2 separate regions of the Gossypium hirsutum genome follow, and region 2 is linked to region 1. The links are chromatin contacts, called in public Hi-C maps. All regions are on one chromosome and are shown on one strand. The core of a region is the stretch at or near the end of the contact, and the rest is flanking DNA. Distances in the headings are between cores, read along the strand shown.

Region 1 (4,959 bases), core at 444-2,943:
AAAGGACAAAAATTGGCAGCAAGGTAGATGCCATATTCTCAGACATATTTATAATACAAAGAGAGTAATCAATAACTGACATCATTGACAGTCCTAAAGGAAATCACAAATGAAAACTATGGGAACATCCCGGCAGGTTTTCTACCTTCTGTAGACTATATAATACTCAGAACAAATTTGAATGAATTCTAGAAAAGAAGCAAAACTGCATCCCTATCATGAATTCCATAATGTGGCCAGCACATGAATACATTGACATTAAATATTAAAAGAAGAGAAGGCGGAAAAATGATATCCATTTTGTGGAAATAGAGAAGTGCTTACCTCCATAAGCTCCACCTTAGCAGTATCAACTCCCTCCACATCATCAAACCCAACAACCTGATTATTTGGTCGCCGCTTCCTTGCAGGGCTATTAGCAGCAGAAAGTTGACGGTACAGCAGCCACATCAAAGGAGTTAAAGGAATCCACAAGGATATTATAGTTATTAAAGTATTCCTCATTGACATTAGAACTGACTGAGGAGCTGAGCTATAAGTTGTTCCCTTTTCTCGCATCAAACTAAGAAGATACTTTTCGTCATGATCAATTTTTCTTGTCAAATACATCCATGCAGAAGTAGAAGTTTTAGGTCTTGAAATTTTCTTAAATAGACCTTGTTTTTGCAATTGTCTACCATCCACCACACTATCCTCTCTTGCAGCCATACCAGTTAGGTTTTCTATTGAATCATTCCCAGCTGATGATTCTTCTTCAGATTGTGTATTTTCAGCACTTTTAGAATTCATATTGAAATATATACAACGGGAACCCTCTTCAAGCAAAACTTTGGTCACAGAACTACTCTGCAGGCTAGTTATAAACTCCGAGTACGGAACAATCTTAGGAGATGGCACTGCAGTTAATTTCAAGAACAAATAGCACATTCCCAACGCTAGAGATATTATACTGTATAGACTAACTCTTCTTATATTCTTTCTTAGAAAGACAGCAATACCATTTAACATCGACCTAAGCGAAACTCTCTTCATTCTTATTGCTAACAACCGCAACCTTGGACGCAGCCTTAGTGAAAATCTCTTTCTTACATTACTACTTCCTCTTCTTCCAAATTGGGTTTCCTTATCTCCACTATTTCCCCTCATCAATAACCCATTGGGTGCCTTGCAACAAACTTGAAAACCCAAAGAAGGAACCTCATTTCTTCTTCCATTTCTAATTAACCTAAAGCTATTATGACCAGAAAAGAACAAATTCTGGGTTTTGCAATGGTTATATCTATATATTCCAAGTGAAGGAAAGCAAAATGAAGTATCAGAAAAGCTAATATTTCTCCAGATAGACTTGGGTTTTCCACTATCAATCACCAAGTTTTCTTTACTAACAAAAACCCCATTATTGCACACAACACTGAAACAAGCCATGTGTTTTGTACATCAACAACAGCAAATTTGAGAGAGAAAACCAACCAAAGGTACATAGATATCAGAAACTAGGTAGCTTGGAGTCAAAGAAGGGCTTTACTTATTACCTGGATGGATGAGCTTCTAAATTATACATGGGATGGAACTGAGGAATGAAATGAACAGGAGGAAGGAAACTTTATCTTCATTTGTTTTCATTTAAATTAGATATATTTCTATGTGGGATTTTTTTTTTTTTTGAGCAAAGATTGAACACTCTTTTGCAAAAGATCTAACGGTCCTCAAGTGTTGGATGAATTGATCAGATAAACACGGTGTATCTGTGGCCCAAAAAACTTGCAACGGTTCAAGGGCTCCGGCCTAATAAAAATTCGAATAGATGATACTTCTCAATTCTATTTACACTTCCAAGTATATAAATCAAATAATAATAATAATAAATTTACAAATAAATATTAATAATTTTATTTAAATATAAATTTAGAATTTAGAATTTTGTAATCTTTTATATTTTTATTCTATTAATAAAATCTTTGATTAAATATATCATGCATCAACTGGGTACCAACTTAATTAGTAAATTATAAAAATGTCTTACCATAATTAAAATAAGTTATATTATTCAAGTGTATTTTATACTTTTTATTTTAATAAAAATCAAGAAAAATATACATATGGTGCAATTTAAACCCATGCCAAATTAGTTCAGTAAAACCTTAAATTTACCACTCAATCAAAACTCTATTTTGATATTTTTATACATTTTTAATATGCATTATTTATTATCTCTACCAGTTGTATATATTAATAATGTTGTTAATTCAGTTAGTATCATAAGAGAATTCAACACTAACTCAAAATTGATGACAAAACCATTATAAGTAAATTGTAGTGTATTTAATATTATTTATTTGATATATTTATATGTTTAAATATCATTTTACTCATAATTTAATCTAATTTTTTTATTTGTTATTATAGTTAATTAATTTTAAAAACATATCTTTCATTGTTTATTGTATGTTAGCTTAAAGATAAATACATAAGTGGCCACTTAACTATAAAAAATTTTCAATAAAATCCTAAATTGAACTGTTAAATAATATTATTATTTTAAAATTTACACATTTAATTTCTTTATTTCATCACCATGCCAGAATCTCTCCACCTCTCCATCCATCCTCCTCTCATTTCTTATGTATACAAATAAATGTAGTTATCTTTGGAACATTTTTAAAATGTATATATATAGTGTTTCAATAATTGCAAATGAAACATTATAAGTAATCAAAAGTTATGTCACTTGGTTATTAAAAAATAGGTATAATTATTCAAGTAGATATTTATTGAATAACTATATTTATTGCTAGACATGACTATTCATTTGAGTAGTTATGTCTCTATAAAGAGACATGAGGCCTTTTATAAATAGGAGTGAAGTTTCATTTCCATAACAACAAAAAAAAAATTGAAAAAATTTTCTTTCTGATCTCCCACCATTTTTTTATATTTTTAAATTGTTCTATAAAGAATTATTATAGAAATTTTTTATAGAAATTAATATCCTTGCTATGCTCTACTCAGTGCTCAGTGGGTTGTTTACGTCAGTGAAAAACGTAAACAGTCATTGAGTTTCATTATATCCTCGGGGTTTATTTGTCAGTAATTTTTTTGCACACCATAATATAGGTGGGGGCAAATAGAACCTTAAAGAAAATAGCATTGACACATACCTTGAAGCCTTTGTTAATTTCTCATAAGTTTATTTTGATTCCCACTCACCAACGTTAGCAAGCAATGGTGTAGCACCAAATATGTCAGAAGCGTCAACTCCATTAAAATAAGCCTTGATTTCAGAGATTCTAGGAGCAATTACAGTTAGGGTGAAAAACACCCACAAAACTGCAAGCAACCAAGGTGAACACAAAATTGACACCAATTAGAAAAATCAACCCTATACCTATAATCATCAAATCATTCATCCATTTTAGATTTTATGTTATGGATGTGGAAGCCTTTACCTTTCTTCCTTGATGAAGTTAACAATGTCAAGAAATTTATAATCAGTAATGCTTTCAATAACGAGATTGATAAGAGTGGCAGTTAATCCAATTAATAATTCAACAAGGAAAGCTAGAAACTATTTCAAGAATATGTATTGAACACATGGATTAAATTATATATAAACAAACATCAAACAAATCAATGGAAATGCATATATATATATAAACAGGTTGACCTTGGGGTTATTTTGAAGTGTAGCCGCTCAAAGTCCAAATCTAAAAGGGACAAAAAAATTATTTATTCAGCTTTTAATATGATAAAAAAATCTTTAAACTAAAATAAATTAATTAAATGTCTAAAAGTTTCAATTCTTAGCCATAAATACTTCATTTTCAACTCCTTAGCTTTTCCAAACCTTCTCTAATTCCTAAATTTCAACTCTTGTCATTAAAGTTAAAAAAAAATTTCAATTTTCCCCAAAAAATCAACCGTTACTAGCATTCAACCTTCTTTATTTTCCTACAATCATGATAACGAGAGAAAGTTTCTACAAATTAAATAAAGCCAAACTTGATTTGAGTAATACATCATTGATTTGAGTAATACATCATTCATCAATCATTAGCATCAATCAATTGAAATTATTAATTTTTACATTATATTTGAGAGATTGAAAGCCTCCCATATGTAGTCTACTAGATCTACCATTGTTGCAAGTATAATTCTCCCTCCTTCCTCTTGTTTCTTGTAATCTTTTCATTCTCAACTTGATGACATTTTTTGGGCTTTAACTAAAAAAGTCATTAAGTCATCATTATATTTAGTTTCTCCCCTTAATTCATTTTTTGGTGAACCATAGTACAATATACAATTCATTTTTTGGTGAACCATAGTACAATATACTACTACATACCCTTTCTTTATAACTTTATGCAATTGAAATTTTAATTGTTTTTGTTACTCATTTAATTTTTTTTAGTTGTATTTTCCTCACAAATAATTGGATATTGTTAATTACAGTGTCTATTTGTAATTTATTATTATATTTACATTTATAGAATTTCAGTGATTCGATTTGACTTTTGGAATTAGCAAATGTGAAAGCAAATACTTAACTTGGAATTCTTCTATCAGGTGTTATTGTTTTATTTTTTACTATTACTTGAGTATTTGATTTATCTTTTATATATAATATTACCTAAAAAGCATTTATTTGGAAGTGAAAAAGGAAAAAGAGAAAATGTGCTAAAGAGTTTTAAAAAATTACAGTAAGGTACTATTGATAAATTTGTTTTTAAAAAATTAGTTTTTAATGAAAATTTGGATCAATCAAATGAAAGTTTGCATAATGATGTCAATGAGAATACTCGTAGAACCCCTTTTTTATGGTAAAGGATGGTGATAATGAACATGATGATGATAATGATGATGAAACAAAGAAACCAAAGGTGTAAGTTTTAAAACAATATTATTATGTACAAAAAAATTTATTTTTGTTTGAGATTTTAATGAGAGTGACCAAAATGATTT
Region 2 (5,304 bases), core at 2,007-4,506, 180 kb before region 1:
CAACCCATCATAACAGAAACGAGTCTTATCCGATATCCATTCTTCATTTATATCCTACAAAGGTCAATGAAACAGGCAAAAGTTACTTATCTTGTCAAACAGATCAACGCTCTGGCTATTAGCAGAACAATTAAGTTTACTGTTTCTCTAATGGACAAAAATCTGATTTAGGCAGACAAACAGAACATTGAGAAACCTTTTTCTTCATAAAAAAAAAGAACACTTTTTTTTTTTCTTTTTATTGATAATTATAAACATTTCAATGATTAATGCATGTTACTCAGATAAAAAGGACTGCACCAGTTGGAAAAATAATCAGCTTTGAAAGTGCAAATTCCCTTCTTAAAATTTTAATCATTGAAACTTCAGAAGTTCATGACAAGAAACCTTAGTTACTTCGAACCTTGCACAAACTGGAAGAGAACATTTGACCATATTATCTAAATGAAACAAACCCTACTAGAAAAGTCCACAATTCACAATTTCCACATTCTTTAGGGGTAGTGGTAAATTGTGAGATAAATTTGCAACAAGTGCAAGAACATAACCAAGCCCTTCTCAGATATTAACAAGACCATAATAACTCTATCCCATGCAGCCCATGCCACACATTTACTGTCACAACTGGAAAATAAGATGTGTCTAGCTAAAACTACAGTGGAAAATGTACAAAACAATATCATTAATGTGTTGTTACATATGCCACAGTAATCACAATGAAAATTTAAAGCTGGTATAAGTCAATCTTAAATTATCACATCTCCTCAAGAACTAAATATAAAGGCTGCTTTTCTCATAAACAGAAATAATACAGGTCGTAGAGTTAATGAAGTGATAAGACCAGAACACTTAAAAGTACTAGCACAAAAGCAGTCGACACTCAACAGATAGTTCAGTGCTTCATGGGCATCAGACAAAAGATTCCTAGAAATGAGTGTACCATAAGCATCGTATGACAATTTACACTTACCTCATTTAAACGTGGAAGGATACGCATAACCTCTGGACCTCTGCTATCAATTCGAATGTTGGATCCAACTGCATCAGTCACATCAATGGTCTCTGTTCCTTTCAACTCCCAGTTTCGGGCCTTAAATGCAAAGGGTTTAGAGGTAAGAGCTCCAACAGGGCAGATATCAATTATATTTCCAGAAAGCTCACTTGTCATAAGCTTTTCAACGTAAGTCCCAATTTCTTCTCCACTACCACGACCTAACATGCCAAGATCCTGAACTCCAGCAACTTCTGTTGCAAACCTGACACACCTGATGAGACCACAAAAAGTTAGTTGCCTCAAGCTCTGACCTATGGAACATAGAACAGAAAGAAAATTGCTTATAGATATTTCTCAAACAAACAAATCCTCAAAAGATCACAACGATTTGGCCCAAAAATGGCTTAAAGAAGAAGATGCAACTTTTAGCTTATCACTCAAAAAGGAAAATACACTAGAGAGGCTTTGAAAGACCTATTTATGAATCACAAAGCTTTAGAACTCGGACTGATTTGTGTAATAGAAGAAGTGCATCAGTCTAACATAATGAAGTAAAGCAAAATTCACAAAGCAAATTGTATAGGCTAACTTAATCACAATCTGATATAAACAATTCTAAGTGTAGGGCAACACATGATTAAAAAGGTAGTGAACACATAAACAAGCAATACCAGTCATTCTTAATTGGGATTTATTGGAATATAAATTCTCGGTACCTATATGTAGCCATAAATATCTAAAGCTAAAAATTCTCCAATGCATTTGTTTATTTAAAAGAAACTCATTAGTGGAAGCAGTTATCCTTGGGATTCAAATCTTAAAATCTTTGAAAATATAAATAAATAAAGAACTTAGGAATATTGTTAGGTTAATTTCGGACCTAGTACACTGAATGCACCGAGTCATGACAGTCTTCACCAAAGGACCAAGATTCTTGTCAACAACAGATCTCTTCATTTCAGTAAAACGGCCACGATCAGATCCAAATGCCATAGACTGATCCTGGAGATCACATTCTCCACCCTGATCACAAATTGGACAATCCAGTGGATGGTTCATCAGCAAAAACTCCATCACTCCTTCTCGTGCCTTCTTTGCCAACGGCGTATCTGTCTTAATCTTCATTCCTATATTAGAGTCCCAGGAGAATTAGAGAACATAATAATAATAATAAGAAGAAGAAGAAGATAAATAAAGAATGTACTGGGAAATACCAGAACCAAACCAAAATATAAAACAAACGGACAGATTTAGATAAAGAGCAGCCTAATTCCGTAAAGGTTAAATTGTTTAAATGAAAAGCACTTTCGACTTGTAAGAGCAGTTTCACACAAGAGCTTAGCATTTCCAAAGCCATATTGCTAAAAAAGTAAAATAAAAAAGAAATTTATGCGAATATAAATACTATAAAAGAGAGAAAGAATTGGATCATAGTGTAATGAATCATAGCGTTGTATATTTCTTAACATTAAACAGAACAAATAGCAGCATAAAAATAGCAAGGGAAAGTTGAAGCAAACTAAACAGTATTCAATTAATTTGATACCCAAATCAAAATCACTAAATCCACCTAATTAAGTCACGAATCTGTATATAGGAAATCAAAATCGCTCCTCCCTGAAGGTTAATCCAAACAAATGAATAAATTTATCTATCCAAAATAAAAGAAAAAAGAAAGGGCAATGAAACGGAAAGGCTCACCAGGAAGGGCAGGCATGGCGCAAGAGGCGACGGGCTTGGGGGATTTTTCAACCTCGACAAGGCACATACGGCAGTTCCCCGCGATCGAAAGTCGGCTATGATAACAAAACCTAGGAATGTCAACTCCAGCGATCTCGCAGGCCTGAAGAACAGTCATGCCCTTAGGGATTTTCACCGGGAACCCATCAACGAACACCTCGAGAGCATCATCTGGGTTGGTGAAGTGGACCCGGGCACCGCCCACAGGTTTCTTAGGCGGAGGCGGAGTGGGCTCCGGCTGCGTTGCTGGTGCGGCCGCTGATGCATCGGGGGATTGGAGGCTGGGTTTGGTGACGATGGGTCGGAAACGAGAGTACTGAGAAGAGAGAACCCTGGAGGTCTTAAGGGTACTTGAAGCTAACAACCCTAATCCCATTTTTCCAGTACGGTGAGATCTCTTAGCTTCCTTTGTTGGAGCTCAGAAAGAGTGGCGACAGATTTCGAGTTTGCACTGAAATGAAATGAAAGGCGTGTGATTCCCACAATTCGGGTTTCAGGTTGACCCGTTTTTCTCCACATGGTCTGCCTCTGAGTTTCCATACGCCATCGTTTTAAATTAAGGTTGTAAAGTAATGCTTTTCTTTCCGAAAATTAGGTTATACTATAAAAATAGTCACTTTTGTTTGCCTTAGATTACATTTTAGTTACTTATGTTTGAAATATTACATTTTGGTTATTTATGTTATTGTTTTGTTATGAAGTGGTCACTCTACCGTTAAGTCCCATTACCTCCCTAATAGAGGTCTTACGTGGCAATCCAAATAGTTTTAAATGCCAACTTGGATGTCTTACGTGACAGTCCAAATAAAATTTGTTTAATTAAAAACCTATTTTCATTCTAGCAATTGGACATCCAAGTTGGCATTTAAAATCCATTTGGACTATCATGTAAGACTACCGTTAGGGAGGTAACGGAGTTTAACAGTAGAGTGACCACTTCGTAACAAAACAATAACGTAAGTGACTAAAACGTAATATTTCAAATATAAGCGAAGAAAATATAATCTGAGACAAACAAAAGTGACTATTTTTGCTGTTTACCTCGAAAATTATGTCTATTAAGAGACACATGCCCGTGTCTTAGCCCATGTATTTACTACTGAGCATACTGACTTGTAAAAATTAGAGTGCATGGGACACACGGCCATTCAACACGCCCATGGGGCAGACCGTGTGTCTACCCATGTGGACCATTTAAAGGCTATTTTCCAAGCCAATTGTCACCCTCAATCATTCATACATTCAAACATATTTCATAGCATGCAACATGACATATTTAGACACTCAAATATTCAACACCATGGCACTCTCACATCTTCAAAATGTCATCCTATTGCACATTCATTTTGTTACACCATTTAGAAGCATTCCACACTAATTTCATGCATTATTAAACTTGTTACCATAACTTCAAATTATGCATTCATGACTATAGTCATTTTAAACCATTAAGTCATCCCCTATCTTTTAGCATCTAATCCATACTTTATCATACATTCACCAAGCAATAACATATCACATCATCAAGGCACTAACACATGCATGCATGGGTAATTAGATTACAACCCAATGATCAAATATAAGCCATACCACATGGCCATTACAAAATGAATCATCAACATCATAAGCATTCACAATTTGGCCAAATAGCATGACACATATCACAAAATAACCAAGTCCCCTATACATGCCATACTCAAAATAACAATTTCACTAGACCCGATAATCTTTTGATAGTGTGATTGAATACTCTGACAACTTCCGGTCCCCGAGCTAGCTTGGCGGAACTATAAAGGATGGAAAGGAAAGGGGTAAGCATTAAAGCTTAGTAAGTCCACATGCAAATAATATGCAATGGTAGTAAGAAATCAACATGCAAAGACATAGTAACATATACATAAAGATTATTCATCACTTAAACCTTTTGGCTTACTTATCAAATGTACACATATACTTTCTCATCACAAATCATTCTTTACCAAGGCATTATTCATAGGTTTAGCGTACCTATCTGTACTTATCTTAGTATATCATATAACCATACCTCTTTAACATGCCCTTCTCTGGACTTTCATCACATCCATTGTATTACTTGTTGAACACTAAGAATACTATTGGATACGAGAAAAACTAGCACATAAGTGCCACATATACATACGTAGCCAAAGCTACCTCATAACATGTAATGCTCGCAATGGAGCTACTCACGAGCTTGCTCATAAAAACTATCGGTCAAGGTGTAACTACACGGGCTACTCACACAAGCTGTCAAGTATCCGACCAACTCAAGGATTACCTAGCTACCGGTAGGACACATAAGACCATTACCCGGAACCCAATTACATGTAACGCATCCATAATGAACTCGGACCAACTCAACGAGCTCGGATGCTCGTATCCATAATGAACTCGTACCAACTCAACGAGCTCGGATGCCTCATACATATCACGAACCCAGACCAACTCAACGAGTTCGGATTTCTAAATTCCTAGTGACATGTCACTTGTATCCTAGACTATTCCTAAGGTTCAAACGGGATTTTCCTCACTTGCACAAGGCATACTTTGTT

The links. A called contact is a pair of places that touch in the nucleus more often than the background predicts.
Region 2: a Hi-C map of leaf shows a contact between it and region 1, with 2.1 times the contacts expected there. The contact joins the promoter of LOC107952792 here to the promoter of LOC107962248 in region 1. A contact is called at or near these places in 6 of 34 Hi-C or Micro-C datasets (callus, hypocotyl and leaf).

Annotation. Positions count from the first base shown.
Region 1 is chrA07:81,108,908-81,113,866 of Gossypium_hirsutum_v2.1, reverse strand. It overlaps LOC107962248 (probable inactive ATP-dependent zinc metalloprotease FTSHI 3, chloroplastic), which reads right to left and starts at 1,693. Exons shown (of 5, transcript XM_016898565.2): 1 at 325-1,693. The coding sequence starts at 1,425.
Region 2 is chrA07:81,295,073-81,300,376 of Gossypium_hirsutum_v2.1, reverse strand. It overlaps LOC107952792 (NADH dehydrogenase [ubiquinone] iron-sulfur protein 1, mitochondrial), which reads right to left and starts at 3,256. Exons shown (of 5, transcript XM_016887968.2): 1 at 2,696-3,256; 2 at 1,875-2,121; 3 at 971-1,265; 4 at 1-54. The coding sequence starts at 3,110.